2 separate regions of the Sus scrofa genome follow, and region 2 is linked to region 1. A link is a contact called in public Hi-C data. All regions are on one chromosome and are shown on one strand. Each heading gives the region's core, a stretch centred on a gene start, on an enhancer-like site or on the middle of the called end of the contact. The rest is flanking DNA. Distances are from core to core; before and after follow the strand shown.

Region 1 (5,536 bases), core at 1,234-3,733:
GGGTCACTGCATGTGTCTACACAAGCAATATAGTACCCAATCTTAGGGGTGCCATTAACAAACCACAATGTGCATGCAGTAATTGTGTAAAGTAGTGGCCCTAATCATCGTGTGCACACAGTTCTGTATTTCTCATTCTCTTACTTAACCTACTGAGATTATTTCTCTTTGTCATTTAATATCTCCAGTTATTTTAATACTGTTCAAGAATTAATGCTACAGATAAACTAAAATCTAGACTCTTATTTACTAAACAGTAGATGGTTTCCAATATTTCACTCCAATAAATAATGTAGCATGAATACTGTATATAAAATACTAGGTAAAGAGAATAAATATTCAGAATGCTGCTCAAATGGCTCTCAAGGGCAGACATCCACGAAAAGTATAAAAGCATATCTATTTCACCCATGGGCATCTCCATTTTTTAATATCACTGCCAAATTGAAGAGAAATTAAAATATTAATTTTTAACATCCAAACCACCATTTCCACTAAAACAGAAACTCAAAATGTAATGAGTTACATATTGTAAATTGACCATACTTCAAAAAAAAAAAATTTAATGAGTTATGTTACTACCATTTCAAATCACCATTAAATAAACACGGTTACAAACCTGGAGCCATAGAAACCTTGTTCTTCTCTTCCAAAATAATTTTCCCATCAAAACTCATAGCAGGCAGCATTCCCTGCTGAAAAAAGATGACATTCTCTTTTTTTAAACCAAAGTACTTGTGCTTTGTGAAGAATTCCTTTGTAGAGTCCATTGTTCTGCCACTGGTCATTATATACCTTGCAAGAGAAAAGTAGATATTCTAAGTAATAGTGCTATGTGAATTAGGGCAAAATAAAGTCTTGCCTATTTCCTAAGCTAAAGAAAATCTGAGAGGAGTTTCCGTTGTGGCACAGCAGAAACAAATCCAACTAGGAACCATGAGATTGCGGGTCCGATCCCTGGCCTTGCTCAGTGGGTTAAGGATCCGGCATTGCCATGAGCTGTGGTGTAGGTCACAGATGCAGCTCAGATCTGGCTTCGCTATAGCTGTGGCATAGGCCAGTGGCTACAGCTCCGATTAGACCCCCTAGCCTGGGAACTTCCATATGCTATGGGTGCAGCCCTAAAAAGACAAAAAAGAAAGAAAGAAAGAAAATCTGAGAGCATTGTTTCTTATTAACTCCCTTCATCCAATTCCTGGATAAGGTAACATTAGCTGCTATCCAAGGGGGATTTCTGCCAGTAACTTCATCAATCCTTATGTATAAAATAAATCTGTAGCAATATTAAAATATATCTCCTGCAACAGAGAGCCTGTAATTGTTCAATAAAACATTTTAGAACTCTGTGAAAAGCGTATTCTAATTTAAAAGCTCCTATTCTACTAAACAGAAGGAAAGGGTAAATGCAATACAGTCTAATTATCTCATGGTTCTTTATACTAAAATTTTGAAATGAAACCTGGGCTCTGTTCACTCTTTATTTAGAATCATAAAAGTAGAATTATACTCTGTGGTCACAAAAATTCAACCCATAACAGTGTAGTAAAAGAGAAAAAAAAATTTATCTAAAACCACAATTAGTGACTGCAATAGCTTTTGCCCTTACTAAAATGTAAACTACATATAAGGAGGGATTTTTGACTGTTTCAGTTAGCGATATAGTCCCAGTATCTAAAAGTAGGCATTCAATATCTGTCAAATGAGGAAATGAAGAAAATTACATAATTTTCCAGCATAGTCAACATCTGCCCAATTAACAAATTATCCTGGGTATTATGAACTCTGGCACAAAAACTTTGGGTATTGTGATTTAGATAACAAAAGTAGTGGCTAAATTGTTCCACATAAGAAAAGCACATAAATTCTGAGTTGTGAGAAGAAAGAGAGAGAAGAAAATCCAACATAATGGTGGGGGGCCAGGGCTGAAAGTAAAATGTTGGCCACTTAGAACACAGATGTCTTCAAAAATCCCCAAGGGAATCAAGATGAGAGGGGGAAATAGTTCACAGCTGGCCAATATCCTGGTTAAGAGCTAGAAACACGGAGGAAATCACAAAAAGCCTATGTTTTAAATGCATCAGAGAGCTACAAAGGCAACAGGGACTAAAACTAAAATTCAAGACTGGGTGAGTCTTTCAAAGGAGAGCTAAGAATATGCAGCTGGTCTTTCCCTGTAGGTATCTGCTGATCTGGGGTAAAGGCTAGAGCTAGGGAATTTGAGCTTGGACCAGGCAGAAGGACAGAGAAACCAGCAGAACTTTTGTTGGTCACCTGGGGCTAAAATAACAAGACTAGGGACTTGAGGGAATCCAGCACACAGCTGGTTTCCCTCTCAAAACAACTTCCCAAGCTGCTCTGAGAAAGAGATTAAAGGACTAAATCAAAACCTTCTAAAAAACAGACCAGAACTTCCCGTAATCTCTTGGCATTTAGCAAACAAACGCTGGCCAAGATGAGCCCTGAGGACTCGGCACACTAGCAGAGACCAAGCTTAGTCCAGAGCAGAGAAATCAGTGGGGCGGGAGAAGGCAGTTTCAGGAGGACCAGATAACCCGATACTTGAGGATATGAGTTTCTAGAGTAAAAGAACCCACTGAGTGCCCAGAGTAATAACTGAAAATAGATCCATACTGGAGTTCCCTTGTGGTGCAGCAGGTTAAGGCTCTGGCATTGTCATTGCAGCAGCTCAGGTCGCTGCTGTGGCGCAGGTTCAATCCCTGGCCCAGAAACTTCCCCAGGCAGCAGGTGTAGCCAAAAAAGAAAAAAGAAAATAGATCCATACCACGTCAACATGAAACTTGATGCTAAAGCTAAGAGGCCCCAAATGCTTTCAGAGCAAGAGTTGAAAAGAAAAAAAAAAAAAAAGATTGGGAATCCCAATGGCAGTGGACTTCTCAAAAGCAATGCTGAAACAATAAAGCAATGCCTTCAAATTTCAGAAAAAACTGATTTTCAATCAGAAATTCTATACATAGATAAACTTCCAAACAGCATGAAGTTTCTAGACTGAGTTCTCAAAGGTTCTCAGGTAGGGAATGAGAGTTGGAGGTGAGTATATATGGCTCACTAAGGCTATAGTGATCATCATCTAGCTATAATACATATTACTTTAACATGGATAGTAAATTATAGCTCCCAAGAAAATCAGTAGTAACAGGAAATTCTGCCTATGAATAAAGTAAATACACATTTGAATACTATAAACCAATAGTTCAGACCCTCTCCCATAAAGGGATCTATCTTACCATGGAATGATACATTTGTTGCCATGATATTTTTCAGCTAACTGCTGAAGCTTCAGGATACGCTCTGCTTGAATCTGAAAAAGCGTCTTATGGGATGGCAAACCAACATCATACATCCCCTTGGGATAGGCAACACCAAGTCTTGTCCCCTGCCCACCGGCGAGAAGAAGAACTGCCACTTTGTTCTGCGAAATCTGGAAAAGTCCTAAAAAAGAAAACACCTGTATCATAAAACCTTTGTAATTCAACCCTTTAGGACTACAAATACGAACATAGCTGCAAAGAGTTACCCTATGTACAAAAGGCATAAAGAACAAGGATACATGGATGAGTATCTTGCTAATAAAAACATTTTGTTAAAAGTTAAATTTATAAAACTCAACCAAACCATAAATAATATAAATAATATACTTTAATGAATTAATAATTTTTATTCTGATAAGGTTGGAAGGCAAAGACCAGGAAATGTTACAAATGTTTTACCAATACTTGACAATTTACTTGACAACTTAGATAGGGCAAGTCAAGAAAAAGAGGATGAAAGAAGATCCCTAGGCTTCAGGATGAATGATGCCACCATTATATTACCTCCAGCCTATAAATCAATTGATACAATTAATCAATGAACATGCAAACATACTAGACAAGCTACCTACCATCCAGTAAACGTAAAGAAAAGAAACCCTGAGTTGGGAAAGTAGTGCAGGACAATGGTTACATAAGCCAGGCTCTTAAATCAAGACACCTGGGTTTGAAACACAACTGAATGAGTTCAGGGGATTTGCCTGCAAAAGGGTATTAGGAGACTTTGTGGTATGATGGAAATATTTTATATCTTGATGGGGTGACAGTTACATGAGTGTATAAATTATTAGAAACTCAAAACTAGTACATTTTAAAAAATCTTTTGGCTGCACCCACAGCATACAGAAGTTCTGGGGCCAGGGATCGAACCCACACCACAGTAGCAACCTGAGCCACAGCAGTGACAACGCCAGATCCTTAACCCGCTGTGCCACCTGGGACTTCCAAAGCTAGTACATTTATTGTATGTACTATAAATGTATAGTACATACTAGTATATATTGTATGTAATTATACTTCAATAAAACTGATCATGATGCCTTCTTTTTTAAACAGGCCATCTGGAGTTCCTGTCGTGGCGTGGTGGTTAACGAATCCGACTAGGAACCATGAGGTTGCGGGTTCGGTCCCTGCCCTTGCTCAGTGGGTTACCAATCCAGCGTTGCCGTGAGCTGTGGTGTAGGTCTCAGACGTGGCTCGGATCCTGTGTTGCTGTGGCTCTGGCGTAGGCCAGTGGCTACAGCTCCGATTTGACCCCTAGCCTGGGAACCTCCATATGCTGCGTGAGCGGCCCAAGAAATAGCAAAAGGACAAATAAATAAATAAATAAATAGGCCATCTACTGCAGCTCATAAGGACGTGAAACTTAATGGGTTTTTTTGAAACTATAAATGAAACTATAAATGTTATTAAAAGACAGACGTTCTCAGTTTGGATGAAAAAAAGAGCAAAAGCAAAATTTTGCCATATACCATTTCTAAGAGCTACTTCTTCACTCTAAGGTGGACAGTTTCAACACCAGAAGGCAGAGAAGCTTCTGGGGAGAGGCATCACAGGGACTGGGTCTCTGGGAAGCTAGAAAAGCTGTAAGAGGTCAGATGAGATAAAGCAACAGTTGGTGGATCTTGTCCTATTTTCCAAATTTCATACTTTCATTAAAATTCTCAGAATTTCTATGAACAAGGCAGGCCACTATCCACAATTGTAGGCCAAGCCAGAGGAGACAGTGGTGGCCAGTATCAATTATTATCTTTGTTGCTGTTTTTTATATCTTTAGGTATGTGGTGTTTGCCTAATTTACCAACTGTGTGCTTTATGTGTTTTTGATATAATAGGCTTTCCCTAAAGCTAATACGCTCATATGTCATGAACTTAGAGAAATATTCTTGGAGTTCCCCTGGGACACAATAGGATTGGTGGCATCTCTGAAATGCCAGGATGCAGGTTTGATCCCTGGCCCAGCACAATGGGTTAAAGGATCTGGCATTGCCACAGCTGCAGCATAGATTGCAACTGCAGCTCAGAGCTGATCCCTAGCCTGGGAATGCCATATGCCATGGTGCAGCCAAAAAAGAAAAAAAACACATGTATATTCTTATTTATTTTGGCTGCACCCATAGCATGTGGAAGTTACCAGGCCAAGGATCAGACTCATGCCACAGCAGCAACCCAAGCTGCTGCAGTGACAACACCAGGTCCTTAACCTG
Region 2 (5,111 bases), core at 405-2,904, 74 kb after region 1:
CCACCGTAATTTATTTTTCCCATTAGTAAGATTTTTGGGCAAGTGGGTTATTTTATTTTAATAAAATAAGAGGACCTTCAACAGTGGATTACAATTCAAAGATATTAAATATGGCACATAATTAAAATTGTGCTTCCCAAGCACTCAGAGATGAGTGAATATGCACTTTGGGTGCCAAGCAAAAATGAGCAAAAGAAAAATCCAAATACTAAGTATTCTTAAGGCAAATGTCACAATGTACAAAACCAAAACTGAAGATTGGTTCTTGATCCAAAATAGCACTATATAATTAAATATTAAAAGGAGAGGTCAAGACATTCAAGATGACATTTTAACCTAATCTTTTAGAGTCAACAAGTCCTTAGGCCTATAAAAATGTAAAATATTTCCCTCTTAAATATCAGATTTTACCTACATCATTCAGGAAACCTTAAAAAAGAAAAAAAAGGGGGGGCAACACTATTAAGAAATTCTTCTCCAAATGGTAATATTAAAAAGGTCACTATTCACAATAAATATGGATCATGCTTGTCAGTAAGTAATATATCTATGAGCCAAAGTCATAATTAAATGCTCTCTGTTGGTGTATTAGCAATGAAAACTATTTTCACAGCTCAATCATCAGTAATCATTACATATCTTACATTGTGAATATCTGAATCATGAAACATGGTCTTAAGTGGGTAAAAGTATAAAGTGCGTATGTATCATTTTCACATTTCTATAAGGATTCTTATGAAAAATTTGGGAGTCATTTCTCCCAAATCCATACAAAAATTATGTATCAGGTAACATCTATATCAGCTATTAGCATTGACGTCACAAGTACTAGAACTATCTCCCATTTTTCACTGGTATGCAAAGATTCAAAAATTTCCGAACAAGACATGACAATCTAGTAAAGACATGCCTCCTTTCACTACAGAAGATAATTCTCTGTGCTAGTAAGTGCAGCATTTTCCAAACAGAACTGAAGCAAAACAGAATTTATTGAGCATCTACTATAGAACACTGGGCAAAGCGGCCCACCGTATTACAGTCAGTATGAGAGTGAAAGGGGGATGGGAAAGGGTCCTGGGTTGGGTGATAAGGCCAGGGCCGGACCTACTTCTCCCGCCTAAAAGACAGAAGACCGTACGCTAGGCCGAGAGGGGGAGTGTACGCTTGCTCTGAGACCTGGTTAAGAAGAGAAGGGAGATATTGGCAATTACCGATGTTCCTGTGACCCTGCAACTGTTCCAACGCTGCCCTCTCTTTGCGGAAACCATACTCGGCGGCCGAGGCCGCAGCCCCGGTGGTTCCTGGCGGTAAGAACTGCTTCAGGGCGCCGGGGGGTGAGCCAGGAGTGCCGCAGCAGCGCACCCGATACACCGAGGCAGAGGAGCCGCTACCCAGGCGGCTCTGTACCTGCCACAGCCGCCCGAAAGCTTCCAGAAACCGCGGCGGCTCCGCGCCCCACGCACAGCCGGATCCAGCCATCGGTGTGGACTGAGGGCACTGACACGGAGCTGACGCGACGCCCGAGGCAGGCCGGCAGGGCCCTCGGTCACATCCCCGCCCGCCGGACCAGCGGCTCTGCAGGGAGGGGCCTGCAGCCGCCTCACCGACTGCCGGGACCTCAGGCCGCCATGACACCGGAAGCCGTCTGCGCCCGGGTCCCAGAAGCCGGAAATGGAGGAAGAGCCAATCTTACAAGCTGAAGGGCGGGCCCAGAAAGGGCGGAGTCTAGAATTGATTAGGTGAATTAGGTTTGGAGGAAAGGACTGAGGGAGAGAGTTAAGCGTTAGAGAGTTCTTAATATTCTAGGCCCAATGTTAACCGCTTTCACACACAGTCACCTAAAACTAAAACTTATTTTTGTTCTTGCTGAGGCACCCCACCTCACCTTTGGGAAGCTTGGAAAGTAAAACCCTGCCTACATGTCTCATAGCCAGGATCCAAAGGAAATACCCCAGTTGCTAAAGGAATGGATTTACCACCACCTCCTCGCTCTGTTCCCTAGTGGTTATAATTCCGGATGCCCAGGCTTCTGTGCTTCTCTTAGTTTCCTTTGCCTTTGGCTGCCTAGTCAAAAAGCAGCCTCCCTGGGCAAACGTGGATCTTTTACAAACGTTTGTTTTTCATTTATTCATTCGATTTTTTTTACTCATTTGACAATTTTTTATTAACAAGTGTAAAAAATCGGAATCTCGGTCCACAAACGAGGATGTGTAATAAATGTATTCTTCCTTATTATTCTGTGTTCAACTTTTTCAAGCTCCATTCAGATGGGGTGGCACAAAATTAGTATGACCATTTGCCTCCATCACCTTTTCCTCAGGTTTTGTCCAAGTTTCCAGGTAAATGAGGTGGTTTATGTGGGGATTGAGGGGTTGAGCTCTGCTTTTCAGTATCATTGGTTATTGTCTTGCCAGGTTGCCACTGAAATATGCCTTATTTCTGTCTGTATGACCCTTTCAGGGTCTGGATTAGGAAAAGTTCTCTGCACTCTCTGCCATTTCTAACAATCATTTTCTTCTATAGCTGAAGTCTCAACTAATCTCTTGAGAACTTGGGCTTTTGTGATACAAAAAACAAAACTCACAAGCTCCCCTAAGGCAGTGAACACAGACATTTATTTGCTTATATAAAGGGGAAGGCAAAGTGGAGAAGCTGAGGTGTGGAAGGGAACTTAGGTCATGAATAGAGAGGAGATTCGAAATAGAAATTAACCATGATTTCAAAAATTTTGAGTTGGTAGAATGAATTAGATGTGTATATAATTATAATCCAAGGGTCAAGGTAAAAAGGAGGCGCAGGTAAATTGCTAGAACTCTGTAGAGGAACTCTTAGCAATTCACCCATTAGAAAAGTGTGAGTAAAAAGAAGCATTTCATTTCAGTCTATTTTGTTGAAATTGAATGTATTATAATCAGAGATAGCAAATGCTGAATTTCTAGAAGTTGATTAGGTTCTCCTTTGTGAAAAGTATCCATTGTTATAATCCATGTCTTGGTTGCATTTAAACTTTTTCCCCAAATGCTAGAATCAGAAGTTATCGGTCTGAAAATATTCTGCAGTAGATTTTAATTATGTTTTTCCAACCCCTTCAAAAATGAAAGTAATGACTCTGTGGTAGCTAGTCTTCAAACTGGCCCCCAATGTTCCTAGTCTCCTAATATTCACTTTCTGTTATCATCTCCTCTCACATTGAATAGGGTTGATCTGTGTAAGCAATAGGATAGTGTGTAAATAATGGCGTGTGACTTTCTAGGTCATAAAAGATGTTGAAGCTTCTATCTTGTTATCTCTTTGATCACTTGTTTTTGGGGAAACTAGCTGCCTTAACATGAAGCCCCTCAAGACCGCTATGGCCATGGTAAGGAACTGAGGCCCCTCGCCAACAGTCATATGAGTGAGGCATCTTGGAAGAAGGTTTTCCAGTCCCCGTCAAAGACTTTCCAGTCCCTGCAGAATGACTGCAGGTCTAGCTGAAATCTTGACTGCACACTCTTGAAAGAACCCTAAGCTAGAATCACCTCTCTAAGCCACTTCTGAATTGAATCCTACAGAAATTATGTGTGACAACGAATGTTTAGTATTAAGTTGCTAAGTTTTGGAGTAATTTATCATGTAGCAGTAAAACACTATAAACTAGAAAGGAATAAATATGTAATTCATGTCTGTAAAATTTAACATTATTATAAAATTGCCTTAGAGACAAGTTGTATATAGTTATGCTCTAATTAGCAGAGCACATCACTTACCGTACCCATGTCAGTACAAGGCATTATGATTAATTTTTTTCTTTTTAATTTTATAAGTAATAAGTGACATTTTGAGACAGTTTTTAGATATTTCATTTTTCTCTTCTGTAAATTTTCTTGCAAGATTACCTTGTAGATTTCCTTTTCCCCTTTACTTTCCTCACTCCTATTGTATTTCTGACTAGGTCCTCTTCTTTCTCTGGGACTGGTACATGCCTGGAAATACCAGAGGCTCACTTGGAATTCCAGTCTCTAACTGTAAGAAGGAATCAACTACCCCTCTCTACCATTCTTTCTCCTCTTCTGAACAATATCTCTTTGCCATGTGCTATGGATTGAATGTTTGTGTGCCCCCAGATTCATATGTTTAAACCCCAATCATTAATGTGATAGTATTTGGAGATGGGAACTCTGGGAGGTAATTGCATCATGAGGGTTCCACCCTCATGATGGTATTAGTGTCCTTATAAGAAGAGACACAAGAGAGCTTACTTTTTATTTCTGCTCTCCGCCATGTGAGGATACAAGAAGTTGGCAGTCTGTAAACTAAAGGGGCCTTCACAAGGAACCCAACTATGCTGGCACCCTGATCTCAGACTTCCAGCCCCAAGAATTATGAGAAATAAATTATTGTTTAAGCCACCCAGTCCGTGGTAATTTGTTATAATAGCTTAAATTGATTATGGCACAATGATATCATAAACTTTGGCCACCTGAGAATTCCTATAATAGAATCTATTTCTTCCTGGTTGTAAGTATATATTTCAAGAGACTTTGTTCTCATTCCCTTGTTCTACACTTTCAGGTAGGTGGACCAATCAGTGTTCTGTCAGGTCATTTCCCATCTTTTCAATTCTCACATCCCCTTCAATGTCAAAAGCAACTTTAGAAGGAGGCTGAGCCAGGACCATTGACTATTGCTTTGTGGGTCTAGAGACCAAGCCCTGGCTTCAATCTACCACTTAACATCTATGTGACCCTAAGTAAACTAACCAAACTCCCTTGACCAAGTTTCTTTGGCTAATTTTAAGTTGGGATGAAATATCTGTTTTGTACAATTAAACAAAACAACAAATGTAGATTATCTGATGAAGTACCTGACATACAATGGGGTCTCAGTAAGATTTGCTCCTTTTGCTTATTTCTATAATTCTATGCTTGGACTTGGAGAGCCTACCAGAACAACATAGAACCTTCTCATAATGCCTCTTCCTCAGTGGACTGCAAAGATACTACTGATGACTAATCATGTTTCTTGACCTATTCCCATATATTTCCTTCAGGTATTCTATCCCCTTGTAGTAACTGAGTATCCCCTTGTAGTAACTGAATCACACTTCTTTCCCTGTCCAAATTTACTGTCCT

What was found. Hi-C and Micro-C count contacts between places; a contact is called where the count stands out from the background.
Region 2: a contact with region 1 is called in a Hi-C map of skeletal muscle, with 4 times the contacts expected there. The contact joins the promoter of UHMK1 here to the enhancer-like site in region 1. A contact is called at or near these places in 1 of 5 promoter capture datasets (liver), 4 of 47 Hi-C or Micro-C datasets (alveolar macrophages, embryonic fibroblasts, retroperitoneal adipose tissue and 1 more) and 2 of 2 datasets of contacts at active chromatin or transcription factors (alveolar macrophages and skeletal muscle).

Annotation. Positions count from the first base shown.
Region 1 is chr4:87,976,143-87,981,678 of Sscrofa11.1, forward strand. It overlaps UAP1 (UDP-N-acetylhexosamine pyrophosphorylase), which reads right to left. Exons shown (of 10, transcript XM_001928643.6): 3 at 3,246-3,450; 4 at 620-795. Among named protein-coding and RNA genes, the nearest start is that of UAP1, 15 kb to the right of the region's middle. Within about 2 kb of position 2,484, at least 11 of the 83 cell types and tissues checked have an H3K27ac peak or open chromatin away from gene starts, as enhancers often do. A contact at or near this core is called in skeletal muscle, where this site is marked.
Region 2 is chr4:88,051,281-88,056,391 of Sscrofa11.1, forward strand. It overlaps UHMK1 (serine/threonine-protein kinase Kist), which reads right to left and starts at 1,655. Exons shown (of 8, transcript XM_021089503.1): 1 at 1,212-1,655. The coding sequence starts at 1,479.